Regions from separate parts of the Cricetulus griseus genome. Here region 1 is linked to region 2. Evidence: chromatin contacts called from public Hi-C data. All regions are on one chromosome and are shown on one strand. Each heading gives the region's core, a stretch centred on a gene start, on an enhancer-like site or on the middle of the called end of the contact. The rest is flanking DNA. Distances are from core to core; before and after follow the strand shown.

Region 1 (6,101 bases), core at 82-2,581, 70 kb before region 2:
AGGATCAATACTGCAGCTGGGCTATGCTATAAGACCTGTCTCAGATAATGTCTTTAAATGTTACAGCACCCTAATTAACACAAGAAGACATCAAGTACAGGCACCATACTGCTACAGAACTTAATGTTGAAATCACATTTAAAGATAGACTCTCAGCTACTGAATTTTTTTAGCATATATTAAATACAAAGTATCTGATAAAGAAGAAAAATGGAATCTAAAAAGATGACTCGAAGGTTAATAGCACTTTCTGCTCTTTCAGAGAGGACCAGAGTTCAGTTCCCAGCACTATGGTGGGTAGGATATTCACCAAGCTCCTGTAACTCCAGACCTGATTAACTTTTTGAAGTACTAAGACATACATATGAACAAATAATAAATCTTTTTGTTGTTGTTGTTGTTGTTTTTCAAGACAGGGTCTCACATCTGTGTGGCACTGGCTGTCCTGGAACTCGCTGGGTAGACCAGGCTGGCCTGGAACTCACAGAAATCAGCCTGCCTCTGCCTTCCTTGTGCTTGGGATTAAAGGTGTGCACCACCACTGCCTGGCCAATAAATCTTTATTTATTTTCTTTAAGAGATGAAAGTAATTTTTCTCCTCTCTTATGCCTGTACTCTCTCTGTGTCACACACGGAGGTCAGAGGACAACTTGCAGAAGCAGGCTCCTCTTTCCACCAGGGGATCCCTAACAATATACTCAAAGTGAGAAAAAGTGAGAAAAACTTTCAAGACAAAGCCCTAACACACTTGATAGATGAAGATTGGGTACCTTCAGTCTGAATGAAGCCATGTCTACAGAGACCTAGGAGTAGGCTGTAAATACTATTTTCTTACTACAGAGTGGCCAATATTTACAGCCACTTGCATTTTTATTTGTCAAAACAAGACATTTTTGTGGGCAGTACACGTCACTCACTGACTCTACAGAGCTGACAAAAACCTTGTGTATGTATCTGAGCAAGCACACTCACTGAGGCCAGAAGAGGCACTGGATCCAGGATAACTCAAGTTCCCTGCAGGCAGGCGCAGGTGCTCTTAACAGCTGAGCCATCTCTCAGCCCCCAGAGGTGACTGAGACAGTTTCCCCCAAGGCCTCCACGTTAGAGATCACCCTGAACTGTGAGGTGGCACACAGTAGTAAGAAACTGAGCTAAATGAGACCGGTAACCAACCACACACAGCAGATCTGGGGCATGACAGAAGTATGAACTGTTTCTGTTACAAACTTTGCAGTTGTTTATTAAAAATGAAAACTTTGAACACAAGTCTAATAGGGAACCACTGCACTTTAGACTCATCAAGAGTTAATCAATGTCAAGGAATCATCTGTTAACAGCCACTGCGGACACTGATGCATAACACCACCCAATAAGTTCTCTTCTGGTTCTAAATTGTCTTTCTCTAAAGCCTCCAAGAGTAAAAAAAAAAAATAAGCATTGCAAGCTGGGCATGTTGACCTATGTCTGTAATTCCAGCACCAACAGCTGAGAAGCCAGCCTGGATTACACATTGTAAGATGCTGTCAGGGAGGGAGGGAGGGAGGGAGGAAGAGAGGGAGGGAGAAGCATTCTGAAACCCTGTAATTTTAATGTGTACACTAAGGAAGTATCTGTTCCCCTGCTTCAATGATCACATACTTAACACTCCAGGAAAATTCCCACTATTCTGTGTCAATGTGGAGGAGGCAACACTAACCAAACTCATGTACACATTTCTGAGATTCATAAATACCAGTTTGTTCATCTCTCCATCTAAAGCTGTCCTGTTTTTACAAGGCACCAACTTTCTTATTGTTGCTGATGGTGATTTAATCTGGCAAGTTTTCAGGAAAATCCTTGAGTAATTTATGAAACAGATGTGCAAAGAAAATGACATGAATGGGACAAGCCAAGAAAAATATCCTAGTGTCAGCAACTAAACCATGAGCTGTAGGAAGACACCACTTCCCTTTCCTTACACTCCAGAGGTGAGCAGCACTAAGCAAAACAAGCTACCCGACAGTAGCCTATTCTCAGACTTAATGTGGGCCTTGGCTTCAGGAACAACTCCACAACACAAAGCTACAGTAAAAGAGGATATACTGTATTTGTATGTGTTTTCATTAAGCCACTTCATCTACAGCCAATACAGAAATTTACAGAGATTGTAAGTTACTAGGGTGTGAATTTATGTCTATGGTGCATACCTACTGTTAGGATCTCTAAATAAACCAATCACTGGCATGCCTCAGTTTCCTCATTTAAAAAGTCCCTGTATATCACTATTAATCAAACAGTATGTGCAGGCAGTTAGCCGAGTTTTCTGATACCACTTACTGTTTTTAGGTTGAGTTTTCAGCCTAAATGACTTTGTATAGATTGAATATCAAACACCCTACTGGCTCATCTGTCAAAAGCCTGGACCCTGCTGGTGGCAGTATTATCAGAGGTTCTGGAAACTACAGGAGATAAGGTCTCTCTGGAAGAAGTCAGTTGGTGGGGAAGGTCCTCTGTCTCTACTGGTGCTATAATGTGAAGCTCTGTGCTCCATCTCCTCCTTGCCACAATGGGCTCGCACTACTGAGCCAAAGAGTCCCTTCCTGTCTGGGATGTCTGTCAAGTAACTAATCACAAAGACAGAGAAACTGACTATGAAGTCCCTCATCAGGAAGGCCATAATACATGTGATGCCTAATCCTGACTATCTCAAAAACAAATAATTAGCAGAGAGCTGGAGAGATGGCTCTCCATCACCCTCTTCCGGTAACTCACAACTACTTGTAACTCAGGGTACTGACATTCTCTTTTGGACTCAGTGGGCAACTGCACTCACACCCACAACGGATACAGATATGTAATCTACACATCCCAAAGTGAAACTCAATTTTTACAAAATAGTTAGTTAGCAGTTTACAAAATAATAGCTGCCAGTGTGGTTTGGTGGTACAGAACAAGGTCCTGGGTTCAATCCCCACCACAACTAACCCACACCCCAAGTATCAGAGTTCTGAGCTCTTAAAACATCCAAACCAATGTCTATGTCATTACTCCATGTGGTGTGTGGCTGAATAAGGGGGGGTCTTAGAAGTACCATAAAACCAAGTTTCCTTTCCAAAGACGTAAATTATACTAGGAAATATCTGGATAGTCATTGGGTCTTACTGGTTTGTGTGGAATTCTGCTCACTTCCTAGGAGGGGTGCTGCCTTTAAGACTTAGGCAAACTTACAGAAGAGACATTACTACAAAGCTTGTCTCATGACATGGCAGAGGTACTATTTTCCAGAAAGGCACCATGCCAGCAAGGGCTGAAAGATCAAGATGCTCATGACTAGCAAAACAGAATAAATTATACACAAGAAGTAGAATAAAAAGTAACTAAATTATGCTTTTTAACAACTACATAAAACATATACACATGGAGGAAAAAAACTCAAAAGAATCAAAACTCCAAACAAAACAAGATGCCAATGAGCTGAGTGGGATGACGGGAGATGGGCACTTTAAAACGTTTAGTATTATTTAAATAAAAAAAAAAAGAGGAAAAACAGTATCAAGACTTTGCCCCATTTTCTATCCAAGTGCTGGACAGCTGGACAGACATAACTGTGCTGGGCATCACTCCGGCTCCCTGGTTCAGCAGTGCCCCATCTGAAGATGGACACCTGCTCTCATCCTTTGGCTAGAACATCTGGCTGTCACTAGGACACTAGTCCCTAGGGATGATGGTCACAACCCCAAGTCACTTCTCTGTTTTCTGCTTTTTAAAAACTTTTATGTTTCTCAGTAACTTTGAAGATTAGTCTAAACAAGTTCTGTGAACATTGTCCCTGGGGACTGATGGCAGGTGCTCCCTGAGAAGAGGGTACTTTGGGGGGACTAGGCAGCGTGGGGTGCAGAGAAACTTCCCAACTGTACGGCTTCTCAGAGACTTGTGTAGCCTAACGGTTCATCCCAGGGCCCCAAACTGTACATTCCTCAAACATTTCTTTCCTTAACAGCTTATTTGAGTGTCCCTAAACCCATTTTAGTATGACCGTTGCAAACACAAGTGTTTTCTTCAAACCATCAAACACATTTTCACCTCACTACTCTTACTTTTATTACCTAATTTCTAATAGGGATGACTTTTCCTTTAGTCTTAATTTTTTATTTTTACAGCCCCTTTGGGAGTAGATGATGGCTCTGTGAGTAAGGGGTTTGCTGCCAAGCCTGACAACCAGAGTTCAATCCTGGAACCCACATGTTAGAAGAAGAACTGAGTTCTATACAATGTCCCTTGGCATCCAAGTGTGTGCCACAGTGTGCTTGCATGCACATGTACACCCATGAACATACATAATACAAGTAAAATATTATTTTTAGCTCTTGGTTAAGATTTCAGGCTTTTAACTTGTCTCAAGCCCCACCTACTTTTGGAGTACTTAAAAATCTCAGTTGCTCCTGAGTGTCATTTTACTTTCCCCACTTGCTGGCTTCACGTACTTACCTTACTTTTTATGGACACAAAGCTGCAGATGTGCAGACAGCCTCACGTATTGATGCATTTATACACAGAGTAAGACTCAGCACACCACCATTGTGGTGAGACACTTGGAAGGCCTGTTCTGGCCACTTCAAAGCACTGGGGACATTGTTAGGCGGTGATACTGCTATGCGAGTGTTCGGCAGAACTTATTTCTCTTTCTTTCCCGTTCCTGTATTGATTATTGTGCTGGGGATCAACCTAGGGCCTTCCACATGCTGAGAAAGTGCTCTGATCTACACTACCAACACCTCTTTTTCTGAGACACAGTCTTACTGTGTAGCTCTGTATCTGAAACTTGCTACATAGCCCAGGCTGGCCCTCAGGCTAAGATTACTTGAGTGTGCCACTATGTACAGAGCCCCGATTATCTCTGTAACAACAAACTCATCTCCTCTTATTCATTTCTCCCTGTTGCCCCAGCGTCTGGTAACCACTATTCCCTCTAGTTTCTACTTCTATAGTCAGCTTCTCACTATTTGACACCTGAGGGATCATTGTATCTAGCTCATTTCCCTCATCATGTTTTCCAGTTTCACCTATGCTACTGCATAAGACAAGAATTCTTTTTTTTTTTTTTTTAATGGCTGGTGAGTATCCCATAGTGGCTACACACATTGTCCTCATGTAGTTACTGAAGGACACAGTTGATCATATTTTGGCTACTGTGAATGCTTCAATAAACATGAGAGTGTTGTTTATCTCTTCAACAGATGATTTCCTTTGGATAAGCACCTGTATAGTGGAGCTACTATGTTTTTTTTTTTTTTTTTTGGATAAAGTATCTTAAAAAAATCTTATGTGTATGGGTATTTTGTCTGTATGTTTGTTTGTGCACCGTGTGCATGCATGGTGCCCAAGATCCCCTGAATCTGAAGTTATAGACAGTGGGCACTAGAAATTGAACCCTGGTCCTCTTGGAAGAGCAGCTGTGCTCTCACCACTGAGCCATCTCTCTAGCCCATTTATACCTAACTTTTGCTTTATGTCTCCATACTATTCTCTGTAATGGCTGTGCTAGCTTACTTCACTGCGGCCAAAGAGTGCCACCTCCTCTACATTCATACCTGACTTCTGCCCAACCCTTTGCCATTTTAACCCCTGCTGTTGCAACCGGGCTAATGTTATAGCACATCAGGCTTGCTTACTTTAAATCTCATTTGCTTATTCTTGTGTAAATAGGACTCTCTTCTTATTTAACACTGGGTGCAAAAAAGGCATTTAACCTTCAAAATTTTTATATTTTAGCTTTACATTTTAATTTCTAATCTCCACTTTATCATTTTATGTCAAACACCTTCCCCCTCACATTGTGCTAATTTTACATGCCACAGATTAACAGACAGACAAGGAAGTGCTCAAAGAGATGGATGGGTAGCCCCTCCACATGGCCTGACTCTCTAAAGCAGTGCTTCTCTGGGCCCTGCCCCTCAGGAAGAGTCGTAAGGTTGCTTACAAATGCCAATTAAAGATACATGTGATGTTTGCAAAAGAATTAAGTTCATTAAATCCCAAGAGTGAAAATGATTATTCTTGTAAACCAGAGCTGCCTTTAAGCAACAGAATGATATTTTTCTTTGTATTATTTGACAAGGAGT
Region 2 (5,697 bases), core at 330-2,829:
AGCAACAAGATTTCTATAAGTATAAATTGATCTGAATGTACTCTATAGACTAAGGGAGTCTACTGGGATGGTGTGTGTGCAAAGTTTCCCCCTAGTTAAGATTAGGATGTATGAATGCTCTCACATTATCAACTACTTCATGCCGGCTTTATTTCTCTCATACGATTGGCTTTTCAATTCTAGTCCTCATGACAAGTCCATCCCACTGTCAGTCAGTCCTCACATCCTCACCAGGGAGCATTACTGGCCTCAAGTAAGAGGAAGTAGAACCAGTTAAAATATAAGATGGTGAAGTGAGAATTAGTCACAAACCCAAATCAGGCAAGGCAATGTAGGATGACACCTATGCAAGCAGTGTCCTTCCATAAATGATGAAGGACTGAGTCAGATAAGCATCAAAGGAAAAGAAACTCTGTTCCTCCAAGATCTCCACGGACCCTTTGGAAGTCAGACTCAGAAGTTACCATGAGGTTGTCATCTTGCCAGTTGTTCATCAGATATTTCTGGGCAGTGGCTATGGTGGCCAGGGGCTGGCATTGTAATAAGGAAAGGGCTCAGTCCTGTGACTATGAGCAGCATGTTGTACCTCCATGAAGAGATGCTTGCGGATAACAGGGGCTATTAAGGAACAGGTTGAGTGACCATGGGCAGAGTGGGAGGCTGAGAGTTTTTGTAGATAGGGTAGGAGGTTGGACGGAAGGGTAGAGTTTGGGTCGGGACTGGGCTGGGTGCACCCAGTGAGTGGTGGTGGAAGATTAATAATTGGGTGTTCAAAGCAGGGTGTTGGGGGTGACTTTTTCCTTCAATTAGATTTTTGTTTCCTGTCTGTTTAGAGAAGCTGAGCACACTTGGGAGAAGGACAAGAAGAAAGCTTGCCTTGTGTGGCTTTACTTTCTCTTTATTGTTCCCAACAATTTATTACAGTCCACTGCAAACAAGCTAGTGGAACTGAAACAGGGACTAGGCTGCTTTTGATAAAAAGTGCTTACTCTTTACTTGGTCCATAGGTGTCTGATGGGTGACTAAAAAGCTGGGCCTCTCTGTCTTCATTCCCATGTGTGTGTTTGGCTGCCTTGAACTTTAGGTTAGAGTCCTGCTTGACACTTCACTAGGGCATATTTAATCTAAAAGTGGCAACCCTCCCTTCCCCAATTCCAGCCTAAGGCTGTTACCACATTCAGTAGATTATCAACTTTCAATGTTGAAGCCTTCTTCCAGATTAGTGGAAACTGCCAGGCATTGGCCTTAAACAGAAAGCCTTTCTGACTCCATCTTGCCCATCTGACTTCTTGCTGGTCTGGGTTGTCCCTTCTCTGAGTCATTCTTTCCTGTAGCTATCTTACATTCCAGGAACAACAGTAAATGTCTTGTGATGGGAGGAAACTGTCCCCAGGCAGCAGCTACTGGCTCATTGCAGATGAGACTGGAGTCTCAGCAGAAACATCCTGAGATAAGGTCGAACCAGCCCACAGTTTGAAGGACGGTTTGACTCTGAGGCTTTCCTGACCACAAGGATGTTCTCCTCCTCAGAAGCCTGACTCCTTATCAGCATGCTGAAGACTGCAGCACGGAACTCTGTGTCCTCATGTCCCTCCCCAGGATGACTACACTGAATACAATCCCTTCTTGCTTCACTGGGGCTGTTTATCATTTGATCAGATGAGTTGCAGTTAGCAACTGAGCCTGGTTCACTGTTGAACCCACAGAATTCGGCTTCTGGCCTAGGGATCCAATAGCAAGACTCACACCTTAAAGATGACATGATAGGGTCTCTTGTGTTGATGCATGCCCCAAATCTCAGCACTGTGGAGGCTGATGCAGGACAAGGCTCAGTTCCAGGCCAGCCTGGGATACATAGAAGGATCCTATGTTATATTTTTTAAAAATAAAACATGAAAGTCTGTGTATTGGTACTGGGCCTGTTACACAGAATCACCTTTTATTCCCCTTCAACCTCTGAAGCTTTTTATTTTATACTTCTTTTAATTCCCTATGTCACTCTCCCCAAGACCATTTCTCCATTTTCTTATATTCATCATTTTGTTTGGGTGTGGCTTATGGATTATTGTTCTTACTGCTTACTCAACTATGCTTCCCCCTTTCAACTTTTTTGTTTGCCTTAAAAAAAATTTTTTTTTTTGAGACAGGATCTCATGTATCCCACTTTGGCTTTCACCTCACTGTGTAGTCAAGGATGACTTGAATCAATCAATCAATCTGTTTCCTCCCTCCCTCCCTCCCTCCCTCCTCCCTCCCTCCCTCCCTCCCTTCCTCCTTCCCTCCTCCCTCCCTTCCTCCCTCCCTCCCTTCCTTCCTTTCTTCAGTCTGGCCTGCAATTTTTTTATCCTCCTGCCTCCTGGATGCTGGAATTGCAGGCATATGACACTATATAAGGAACTCCCAGGTTTGTAGACTGACATTACCTCTAAGGCCTTACAGTGGAATACTATATATTGAAAATTTTTATTACAAAACAGGATGATATAATAAAAAGAAAATAAAACCTAACCAAACACTATAAACTAAGTTAAAGAAAAAGTTGCAGGCCTGTGAAAATATTTGTAAATGTTTACCTAAAATATACTCAAGAGACGAACTTGTAACGTCAGAGGAAGAGAGTAAGGGCTTCACACAAATGAATCATGTGGTACTATGTGGCTTCTTTTACTCATAATAATTTTGAGACTCATTCATGTTGTATGTGTTGATAATGGTTCCTTTTCATTATTAAACAGTAGTTTATTAGATGGGTTTCCAGTTTATCTATTAGTTGAGGGAAAATAGGATTATTTCCAGTGTTGAGGTATTCCAAGGAAGCTACTGTGAACATTGTATATAAGTCCTTGTGTGAATGTAAAGTTTCATGGATGTAAGAGAGGAATGGAGAAATTATTGTAAGATGGGTGTGTATTTCACTTTTTAAATGAAGTTTGCAAAGTATTTTTGAAGAGGTTCTACCATTTTGCATGTTCATCTACATGGCACACATGTTTTATGTGATACATATTCACCAGTGCTTGGTATCGCCAGCCTGGTGTCTGGCTGTTCAGAGGGTCTGGTGAGGACAGCTCTTTGTGTCCCAATTTACTCTTCTGTAGTTAGTGACTGCAGCACATCTTTGTGTGCTTATTTGCTGTCTTTTTTTTTGATGTAATGTCTTCATTTTATTAAATATTATATTTTGTGTATGGTATATGAGTGTGTGAGGGTACATGTGTGACAGAAGTCAGTGTCAGGTGTCTTTCTCAATTGCTTTCCATCTATCTATCTATCTATCTATCTATCTATCTATCTATCTATCTATCCATCCATCCATCCAAGGCCTCTCACTAAGCCTGGAACTCACAATAAGTTCAAGTGTTTTCCCATCTTTGCCTCTCCAGCACTAGGATGGTAGGTTTGGACCACTATGACCAACTTTTTATGTGGATGTTGGGATCCGAACATGGGTTTGCATGGCATGCACATGCACATGCACTTTGCTGTCTGAGTAAGCTCCCCAGCCCCTATTGTGCTTATTTTATAATTAGGCTCTTTGTTTTCTTATTATAGAGAATGTATTTCCCATTACTCTGTCTGCTTGTTTACTTGTCTACAAACAGGCCTCCATTTCTTGAGTGCTGGGATCACAATGTATACCACCTCACTTGACTTGATTGTGGGTTTTTTCTTCTTCTTTAATATGGTATAAAGTAGGATGAAGTTTTTCTATACTATTTTGGGGAAAGATAATCCTTTCCCCATTGATCTGCCTCAGCAGCTTCATCTTAAGTGAGTGAATATGTATGTAGATCTGGTTTTGGTGCCTCCTACTTTGTTCCATTATTGATGATGGTGTCTTTCCATTTCATAGTCTCTTGTGGATGATAGCTTTATAGTAACGGCTGAATTCAGGCAGGGTGAATTACCTTAAGTTGTTCTTTGAAAAACAGGCTTTTGTTTTGTGTTTTGTAGTGCTAGGGATTGGACCCAGGACCTTGTGCATGGTAGGCAAGTGCTTTATCCCTGAGCCACATCTCCAACCTTAGTTCTGTTTTTTCAGCAATGTTATGCATCCTTTACATTTCTATATTCAGTATAACATTAACATGTCAATTTCTATAAAGAATTCTGTGTTTTCCAAGGGCTTATGCTGATCCTATAGAAGAATTTGAGAGAGAAACACTATCTTCTATTTTTTTTTTGAGACAGGGTCTCACTATGTAGATGAGGTTGGCCTTGAGCTTCCCAGCACTCCTCCTGACTCATCCTTCCAAGTGCCAGCACCATAGATGTGGCTCCCATTGCTAGTGAACACTGACATCTATATATTGAAAGTCCATTGCATTTTGATTTGGTCTTTAGACAACAGGATAGTTGACGTTTCTGAATAAATGTATCATGTTGACAAGGAATATGTTCAGGAATCGTTCAGCAGCCAATCACTGGGACCATCTCTGACCTCAGCAACATAGCATCAAAAGCAGCCTCTCCTTAGCTTCATTCAGATATAATTTGTTTGTTCTAAATTAACTCATATTTTTGCTAGTACAAAAAAAATAGAGATGTTGGTAGTCTCTGGTTAGTAGAGGATATCTAAGAACTAACAGGCAACTGGAAATCACAAAGAATGTGAGACAAACCTACCATACTGTAGCTATCACTTTTCACTTTCCACCTTGTTCAGGACAGGGTTTCTTAGTTATTTTCAGTTGCTTCCAGTGGGCCAGTGGCTTTTGAGTTTCTGGTGATCCATCTGTCTCTGCCTCCCCATCTTGGTCTCACAAGAGCACTGAGATTACATACCCATGCAACTATGCTGTGAGTCATGTGTGTTCTGGGGATTTGAACTCAAGTCCCTCATGCTTTCATGAAAAGTGTTTAACCTATTGAGTCATCTCCCTAGCTCCCTCCCACTTAAAAAAAAATTAATGGAGCCAGGTTTTGCTGGCACATACCTTGAATCCCAGCACTCGGGAGGCAGAGGCAGGCACATCTCTGTGAGTTCCAGGCCAGCTTGGTCTACAGAACTAGTTCTAGGACAAGCTCCAAAACAATATAGAAACCCTGTCTCAAAAAACTGAAAAAAAATTAATGGAACAGCTCAATAAATGAGGTGCTTGAGTTGACTGGCAAGCATCCTTATGCTGACGAGATAGGAAGTGATAGGATGCATTGGTAGAAAGAGATGCAGTTGGGTACTTAGGAAAAGGTCAGCATCAGCCATGTGGGTTAACAAGACATCCTCATGTAGGTCCCTGTGTAAGAAGGAATGGCAGATGGAGTTTTTCAGGTAGAAATCAACAGAGATGCCTACAGCTGGACCTGACGAAACACTCCCATTTTGGGGAACTGAAGGAAAATGGTGGCAAGCCAATAGAGGAGGCTGAAGAGAATCACTGATGAGAAAATCAGCCCTGACATATTGAGACCGTTCCCAGGTTCTGCCTGACTGTGCACACTCTGCCCTCAACTTGACACATAGTTGGTATTCAACAAACTTTTATTGGATAACTAAATGAAGGCTGTGGTGGTTAATATTGATGATAAAATTTATAGGATCTAAAATTGCTTAAGAGCAAGCCTCAAAGCACACTCCTGAGGGATCATCTAGATAAGGTAAACATCTGGGTATGCTTTTTCAAGAATTATCTACATTGGGTCTATTTGAGGTGGGAAGATATGCCTAAACTGTGGGCAGCACTACTTCACAGGCTG

Evidence for each region. A called contact is a pair of places that touch in the nucleus more often than the background predicts.
Region 1: a contact with region 2 is called in a Hi-C map of the CHO-K1 cell line, with 6 times the contacts expected there. The contact joins two enhancer-like sites. A contact is called at or near these places in 6 of 8 Hi-C or Micro-C datasets (the CHK-Q cell line, the CHL-YN cell line, the CHO-K1 cell line and 2 more).

What each region holds. Positions count from the first base shown.
Region 1 is chr7:60,425,876-60,431,976 of CriGri-PICRH-1.0, reverse strand. All of the region lies in intron 1 of Clint1 (clathrin interactor 1), which reads right to left. Among named protein-coding and RNA genes, the nearest start is that of Clint1, 24 kb to the right of the region's middle. Within about 2 kb of position 1,331, at least 1 of the 6 cell types and tissues checked has open chromatin away from gene starts, as enhancers often do.
Region 2 is chr7:60,356,408-60,362,104 of CriGri-PICRH-1.0, reverse strand. No RefSeq gene overlaps it. Among named protein-coding and RNA genes, the nearest start is that of Clint1, 45 kb to the left of the region's middle. Within about 2 kb of position 1,579, at least 1 of the 6 cell types and tissues checked has open chromatin away from gene starts, as enhancers often do.